2 separate regions of the Athene noctua genome follow, and region 1 is linked to region 2. The links are chromatin contacts, called in public Hi-C maps. All regions are on one chromosome and are shown on one strand. The core of a region is the stretch at or near the end of the contact, and the rest is flanking DNA. Distances in the headings are between cores, read along the strand shown. Region 1 holds the start of DDX5 (DEAD-box helicase 5). Region 2 holds the start of ERN1 (endoplasmic reticulum to nucleus signaling 1).

Evidence for each region. Hi-C and Micro-C count contacts between places; a contact is called where the count stands out from the background.
Region 1: a Hi-C map of heart shows a contact between it and region 2, with 2.5 times the contacts expected there. The contact joins the promoter of DDX5 here to the promoter of ERN1 in region 2. A contact is called at or near these places in 2 of 2 Hi-C or Micro-C datasets (heart and liver).

What each region holds. Positions count from the first base shown.
Region 1 is chr18:10,672,394-10,676,482 of bAthNoc1.hap1.1, reverse strand. It overlaps DDX5 (DEAD-box helicase 5), which reads left to right and starts at 1,375. Exons shown (of 13, transcript XM_074921793.1): 1 at 1,375-1,501; 2 at 3,060-3,225; 3 at 3,364-3,460; 4 at 3,539-3,672; 5 at 3,793-3,858. The coding sequence starts at 1,494.
Region 2 is chr18:10,529,542-10,533,855 of bAthNoc1.hap1.1, reverse strand. ERN1 (endoplasmic reticulum to nucleus signaling 1) reads left to right here and starts at 1,745. Exons shown (of 22, transcript XM_074921912.1): 1 at 1,745-1,891. The coding sequence starts at 1,811.

The DNA.
Region 1 (4,089 bases), core at 126-2,625, 140 kb before region 2:
AGACAGAAAGGAAATGTTTTTCAGGTAGTGTATGATTAAACTGTGAAAGACATTGTCGTGGTATTTTAAAAGCTAAGAGTATAAATAAGACAAAAATGTGAAGAAATGGCCATAAAATACAGTTATTTTTGTCTCAGAAAAGCCTTAAAGCATGGATTGCTAGAAGGTGGGAGGATATAAACAGAGAGTGTTATTACAGCACTTCTTCCTTATGTTGTTTTCATTTGCATTCACCACTGCTTGAAACAGGTGGTCTGGCAATATGACTGCATTTATGCTTCAAGCTTCACCTTTTCCTTTGTGTGCTTTAAGCCTCGGGTAGCAAGATATTCAGGTTATTCCTCGGGCTAGCAAAGCAGGGCAGATAAGCAACACAGTATCCGCTTCAGCTATTTGATGTTTATGATACATGCACTTTCTAAACAGTCCTGTCCTTTAGTGCACTGGTGCACTTCTTGTGACCTTTGAATTGCTTTACTAGCCCTGTTGTGGAATTAGGAGATAAAAATAGTAACTGCTTCCAATCACATGTATTTAATATTTATAAAGGGCAATGGGTAGCAGTCTAAAAGCGCTGCTCGAAGTAGCGTTTAATATCTATCTGCTGTTATGTGTCCAACCTGTTGTGGGGATCTGCGTGTCTGACTTGAGTCTCTGGGAGATCCCGGGTGTGTGGCTGCACCTACCTTTCCTTCAAGTATCAGTTACTAGTTAAAATGTGGTAACTCCACTTAAGCCTGGGTTTCACCTCTTGCAGGAGGCTTTCTACAAACAGTTTATGTGACTGTCGCTGTGAGGCTTTTAGCTCAGGGAACTTCACTGCGGGCAGCTGGGGTCCCTCTGCTCCACCAGCTGCCCTCCGGCCCCAGCCAGGCCTGAACTGAAGCACGCTGCCTCACCGCTGCTCCTGCGCCACAGCTCGCAGCCAAACGGCTCTCTGGGCAAACCGGGAGGCCGAAAGGCATCAAGGTGCAGCGGCCAAGGGCTGGGAGGGGGGAAATCCCCGCTCCCGTCAGGCCAAGGCCCGCTCGCGGCGCGCACAGGCCTCGGCCAAGGGACGAGCCGGCGCCACCAGGCCGCGGGCCGCCAGCGGCTCTGCGCAGGCGCGGCCGCGCGCGCCCTGCCTTGCGGGGGGAGGGGGCCCTCCGGGTGGGGCGCTGCGGGCAGTGACGTCAGCGGAGGCCACGCCCTGAGGAGGAGGGGAACTTCCGGCCGCGAGAGCAGAAGCCGGTCAGTCGGCCGAGCTGTGGCCACGCCCACACGGGAGGGGGCGGGGTTTGGGCCTATCGGGCCGTTACATAAGAGAAGGGGCGGGCCCTGCGGTGGCGTCACCGGCCGGTTCCCAGCAGCCCCCGCGGCCCCCTTATATAACCGGCATCCGGGCGGAGAGGCGCTCTACATTCAGTGCCCCCACCAACGGCGTCGGATCCTGCCCTGCCCTTCGACACCCACTTTAAGTGACCGGGATCGTCTCGCCTACCGCCACCATCGCCATGCCCGGGTATTCCAGCGACAGGGATAGAGGGTGAGTCCGGGGGCCCGGCCGGCGCTAGCCGCCGCCAGCGTCCGGACTCTTATCCTGACTGCGGGGTTCCGGTGGTTGTTTTTTTCAGCCGTTTAAAATGGCGGCGAGTCGTGGGGGTTGGGCCCTGGAGCCCTTCTCCTCAGCACTTGCCGTCCCGAGGCCTCCGGAGCTTCGCGCGGGGAGGCCGGGGAAGGGGAAGTGGTTTAAGGAGCCCTGAACGCCGGCGAGGGCGGCAGCTGTGCGTGGGTGGCGGTGTGATCCGCGGGGGGGCTCGGTCCTTCCGCCTCAGCGCTGCCCCCGCTTGTGTGTGGCGGCTTATGAAGGACGCGGGTGGGGTTTTTTTTTTTTGGTTTTTTTTTTTTTTTTGGAGGAAATGGACTCGCCCTCCCCGCTCTCCAGGGACATACCCCCGGGTGCGGATGGCCCACGCAGAGCTCGATTCTCCCCTCTCCGCCCGTCACTGGGGGTGGGCCGGGGAACGCGGGCTGGCTGGAGGTTTGTGGGTCAGTGGGTTGGCCGGGCGTTTCGTCGGTGCCGAAGCTTTGGGGAGCTCTCGGTAGGGCGGTTCCCTCCTCCTCCCTTCCCCCTCACAAGGGACGGTGGCTCTAGCTGTTGCTGGTAGAAGCCGGCCGGCTCCCGCTTTGTGTTGTGTAAGCGGATGTTAATGGCCGGCCCCGCCATGCGGTGACTGAGGGGAAATCAAAATGCCGGCTGCTGCTGCTGCCTTTGTTCCTCCTCCTCCTCCCCCCGCCCAGCTCAGAGTCTAAAATGGCAGCGGTTGGAAAATGTGGCGTAGACAGAAATGAGAGACAAAGGAAACAGCGCTGGCAGGAAGCAGCGGCCACTCAGCCAGGTCCCCTCTGGGAGCGCTGTGTTGTGCTGGGAAGGATCGCTCCCAGCGCCTGCCCGGCCAAAATTGGGGAGCAATCGGGGCGGGGGAGGGAGCCCCACGCTCGGATCCAGTTTAGCGGTCCTCAGTGCAGGGCTTTGCGTTGCTTCGAGCTGCGCCTCGGGGCTGCCGGGTCAGGCTTTCGAGACGAGGCTTTTCTGAATGGAGGGAGCGAACCTAAAATACTAACGTAAAAATGGCGTGGCCTCGTAAAACATCGTTACCGAGAGAAGTCTCTCTTTTGGGGTACAAGAAAACGCTTTATGGGAAAGTTGCCCCAAGGTTTTGTAAGTGTCTCTGCTCACTTTTTGCAGGCTGACACACAGTGGGAGTGTCACTTGGGTGGGAAACCATTTTGATCATGAGGTAGTACAAAGGTTTTAATGTCCTTTGCCTGTGCGGTAACTTGCTAATAGGCCTTTCAATTTCACTTTAAGGAAGCCACAGACATACGTGTTACCTCAGCCTCTGAACATGAGTTAGTTGTAACTAGGCAGATTGTGGCATCTGAAGTTTCAGTATCCTGCAGGTGGGATTTATAAATTTGAATTGTAAAGTTACAGGATGGACCACAAATATAGCAGTTAAGTTGTGTAAGAGCAGCACCAAAACGTTTCTCTTGGATTAAGGTGTGATCTTCCTTAGGTTTGGAGCCCCTCGTTTTGGAGGAAGTAGAGGTGGACCCCTCTCTGGGAAGAAATTTGGAAACCCTGGGGAGAAACTTACAAAAAAGAAATGGAATTTAGATGAGCTGCCCAAATTTGAGAAGAACTTCTATCAAGAACATCCTGATGTAGTTAGACGTACTGTGGTATGTACCCTAACTCATGCAAAAGTAAACAAAAAGTGCAAACATGCTGAGTGTCATGGGGCCCAGCAAGCGTGGATGGGGTAACTTACAAGTTTGGTATCAAAGCTTATTTCAAAAAATCTTGTTCTTGTCTTGCAGCAAGAAGTTGAACAGTACAGATCAAGCAAAGAAGTCACAGTTAGGGGCCATAACTGTCCAAAACCAATTATAAACTTCTATGAAGCTAACTTTCCTGGTAAGTGAAGACTAGCATACTGGTTATTCTTCTAGACTTGATTAAAACAGTGTCTTAAGTTTCACTTTTCTCTTCAAGCAAATGTTATGGAAGTAATTCAGAGGCAGAACTTCACTGAACCAACTGCTATTCAGGCACAAGGTTGGCCTGTGGCATTGAGTGGATTGGATATGGTTGGAGTGGCACAGACTGGATCAGGGAAAACACTCTCTGTAAGTGTTGGTTGTAGCCTGGAATACTGTTGGATTTCAGCAGTGAAAGTATGGCCTAGCTTAGTGCGGGCTGAACACTTCTGGGAAGAGACTAATGAGACTTTTCTTTCTCCCAAACAGTACTTGTTGCCTGCTATTGTGCATATAAATCATCAGCCATTCCTGGAGCGAGGAGATGGACCTATTGTAAGTATTCCTAAATGAAAGGGGATCTTAATTTCTAGAGAATGGGATTTTTTTTTTTACAGTTCAGTTGTCTGCAGTCATAAGGGTGCATAGCTGTGTTGTGTTTCTCTGTATGACTAAAGCGGTTCCACGTTTTGTTAGGATCCCAAGAACATTCTATAAGGTCTGATTAGGTTGTCCTTAAAATTGTACAGAACGGGGCTAGATGTCCTGTTTTGGAAGTTGCAATCC
Region 2 (4,314 bases), core at 496-2,995:
CTCCCTTTTATAGACAACCGGCGCCCCGCCCCTCAGTGTTTCGCCCAATAGGATTCAAATCCGGGGGGCACGTGCTCATCCGGGTGCGGTTGCGCGCGGAGGCGGGAAGAGGCTGAGGGGGCTCTGGGGGTGCTCCCCCCCCCCCCCGCGTTGGTGTGGCTTTATTCGCCTTTTCAGAAACAATAGTGCTCTTTCCTTTAGTAGTTTTCTCTATCGCGTTGATCTTTGATTAAAAAATAGGGCTTAATATTAAAAATGTAAAAGCTTAGGCCCCGCTCGGACCTCAGAGGCGGTTCCGCAGTTTCTGGGCAGAGGTGCGAGGGGAGCGGGAGGGCCCGCGGTACCGCTCCTCTCGCCTTGGTTTTGACGTTTCTCCTACCTCCCGTGAGGCCGTTGGGAGGCACTCCCGTTAAATAACTACGGTTCGATGTGGCGCTCGCAGTGTTTGCGCAGCTGAAAAACTTCCTTAACGTAGCGCGGCATGAAATTCAGCTCGAGAGGTAATGGTACCAATTTTCAGAGTTGAGGGCCGGGCCGGCAGCTACGAGTTTTTTTTTTTTTCCCGGGGAAGGTGGAGGCCGGCGAGCAGGGAAATGCTGCCATCCTGCGGTACCGGCCGAGCCCGAAGCCGGGAGCTGAGCGAAGGCAGCGCGGCGAGAGCGCTAACACCGCGGGCCTCGGATCTCGCACAACACGCGTGTGCTTTCCACAGAGGCACAGCTGCCCGCGTTGACCGCCGCTGTGCATGGTTATGAGGACTTTCCGTCGTGTGGTAGAGGTCTAGATGTGTGCCTTGTCCGTGCTGTTACCATGGCACGCGTAATGCAGCGTGTTAGCTGGCCTGCTTGTTCTCAAATGCTGCAAATCCCAGTCCTCCATAAAGAAACCCATCTGTCAGTACCGGGGAACTGAAATCTGTGTGGTTTGTACCTCCAGGATGTTTTTATGTATTCATACTTGCAGGTTAGATCATTAATTATGCCTCCTGCCCGTATAACCAAAGGCACACATTAAGAGGGAGCTGCCAGAGCTGATCTGTTCCGTGCAGGCTGCACATTTAGCACTCGGTGTGCTCTGCGGCTCCATTAGTGGTATCAGTATTAAAAAGCAAACAATATGTAGCAAGGACAAAGTGGCTTTGTTATATAAATAGGCACCTGAAAGCTAAGCCTTTACCAAACAGTGTTTCTAAAGCTGCTTCGATTTGGTTCAGTAATTTTTGTGTTTATTTTTATCAGTTCCGAGGAGTTTGGACCTGGTTTTTGGTTCAGAGAGGCACGTTACTTGTTTTTGCATTTATTTAAGGCATTTGCAAGGCACACCAGGGTCAACAGTGACTTTGTCAAAACAGGAGCCGTGCCAAATAAATTTGACCCGATCTGCTTTGAAAGCGAAAAATCGATAGCTGGGGGAGGGCGGCAATTCGTCGAGCCCGAATTTACCCACAAGGTGTTTTAAACCCCCCAAACAACCAGCGGCAGCCAGCCAGCTGTCATCGCCCCCCCCCCGCCGCTCCCCCCCGGGCCGGCGGCAGTTTGGTCGGGGCTTGGCACAGAGCGGGCGGCTCCGGCAGCGGAACGAAGCCGCGAGGCCCCGCTGGCCGCAGCTCCCCGGGGAGCCCGAAGGCACCGCCGGGAGGCTGGGGGGGGTCGCACGGGCAGTACCTGCGCCGGGCCGGGCCGGGCCACCGACGTCACCGCGGGCGGCCCCGCCGCGCCCCGCCCCGCCGCGCGGGTGGCGCCGGACACGCGGCGGGCGCAGGCTGCGCGGCGCGGGGGGAGCGGGCTGCGCGCCCCCGCGGGTGGCAGCCATGGAGCCGCGCCGCCCCCCGCCGTTCCTGCTTCTCCTCCGCCTGGGCGCGCTGCTGGTGCTGCTCTCGCCGAGGCCCGGGGTAAGCGAGGCGCGGCCCGGGCCGAGCCTGCCCGCTGGGCCTGGGGCGCCGGCGGCCGCGGTGCAGCCGCCGCGGTGCGCCCGGCCGCGGGTCGCTCGGGGCGCGGGGACGGCCGAGCCGGGCAGGGCCGGCGGAGGCCGCCCCCCGCGCAGGCCGGGCCCCCCGCGCGCGGGGAGGGGAGTCGCGGGCTGTAGGAACGGCCCGGTGGGCTCCTGCCGGCGCTCTGCCGTCGGTGCGCATCGGCGGTTTGCGAAGCCAGCGCGCTGCCCGTTTTCCTGCCGTTAGCGCGGGGTGCGCCGGGGTGGGGGGCTGCGGGGTGCCAGCCCGGTCCGGGCCAACCCTCTGCCTGTTCCACGGAACGCGTACCCCAACATGTAGCGTGAGCGCTAACCCTCGAAATAGAAAATAGAGTTAACTTCCCAGAAAGTGGTTGATAAAAGTAGGACAAAGAAACTTTTGGAAGCTGAAAGTGTGTAGGTGTTTAGAGGAGTTTCTGAGACATGCTGGATCTTTGCTCTGTCCCCTCATTACATCATAAGTGAGGAGGATTCTTTGCTTTCCGATAAAACCCCGGTGTATGTGTGTTGGTATCCAAACAGCCATGGCTCGCTGCCTGCCCTGCTGACCGTCTTACGGCATTTCGATCCTTCTGTTTCAGAGCGGAGACAGCAATGTGCACTAAGTGTCCATCGAGTAGGTTGGTATCCAAAAGAGACTACAGTTCTGAATTCAAAGGTGAAAGTCGAAGTGCACAAGTCGCTGCCTCTACACAACCTCTTAAGAGGCTGGTTATAAGGTACGGCGTGGGGTAATAAAAGCACAGGGAATAGTGAAACTGGTGAGAGCAGATGGAATGCGGAGCAGGTTATTTGTACGGAGGTAATAATTTTAAACAGCGTACTTTAAAATGGGTGCCGTCTACTGTGTGTACACTGAGATGAAAAACTTAAGTATTCAAACATTCTGAAAGGTGCTTTCCTTTGTAAATTCTCAGGATCAGGAGACAATGAAAAGGCCAGCTGGCGTTTGCTGTTTCCATTATACTGAGTGTGACAGAGGAAAGTTTTAGGTTATGTTGTTTGATGGATTGTTCATTGTTACCTGAAAATGCTGGTGTAATAGATGAGGTTATAGTTCAGGTTAAGCAAAGCTGAAGGCTTTTTTACCTGGGATATAATAGCTCCATTGCCCTTCTTTAAAAGTAAACACATTTAGTAGTGAAGTTGTATAACGTACCTAGTGTTGTTCCTTCGTTACGAAACTGGAAAAAATTAAACACAGGCGGTCAGCAAAAATTGCTTTAAAATCTTTATGGTGTTAATGTCTTTGCCTTGGTCTGGACTGTAAGGTTGGACTGAGATATCTTCAGGGTCTTGACAGGTTTGCAGTTCAGATTTTGCAAGGAAAACACTGATTTGCAAACTTACAAAATTTTAAAATAGTACTCAATAAGGATACTAAGAAGTATTTTTAAATACCAAAAATACTATTTGAAACAACAGATTATTACTAAATTTTGTATAATTTTACTTGCATAGTCACAAAAACCCGGGCTTGGGCCCCAGTAGAATTCAGCCCCCTTTTTTTTCCCCTGGATTGTCTCTCATCTTGGTCTCTCTGCCCTGACAGCTTACCTCAGATCACTACCTGATCGCAGGTTTTCCATTTCTCAGCTCCCTCTCTAGTCTTTTGCTCTGCCAGCTGTAATCCCCACCATGACTTCCAAGTTAAAATCTATTACATACTTCAGTCCCTTTTCAGAACTAGTTTTCATATCTGTGAACTCTACCCCAGTCATCTCACCTGTGATTAACCCATTTAACTGGGAAGGCTTATGTAGAACTATTAATGTCACTTGAGGAATAAATTTCCATGAAAAAGACTGGCATACAATTCTTGATATTGAGGTGACATGAAGAACATGAGATTGCGTTTTCATTGACTGATTCGCATGAGAATCATTCACATGAGATTGCGTTTTCATTGATCATTCACACAACATGTGATTGTGTTTTCAATAGATTTCTTTTAAGAGTACTGGTGATTTGCTGCTCTGTGTTTTCTTTTTCTGACAAATGTACTGTTACTTTGTACCCCAACTTTAATATTATTTTCCTACAGTTTATGTTGTATGTTCATACAAGGGCTTCTTTTCCTGTCTTTTCTTTATAAGATGAAATGCTGTCTTGTGTTATTTAGGTGACACAGTGTATGGCTCTTGGAATTGTCCTAGCCATGTATGGGAACACATTATAAAAGGGTGACATCTCAGATACAGCAATGAAAAATGCAGTAGAGCTGTCAGTAAATAAGCAGTCACCATAAATACTACACAGTAATGACTTACAGGTCTCTTGAGGTTGAAAAAAAACCTTAGTTTTGTGAGCCAGGGATGTTCTAAACTTTGCCCGTTTCTCTTTTAA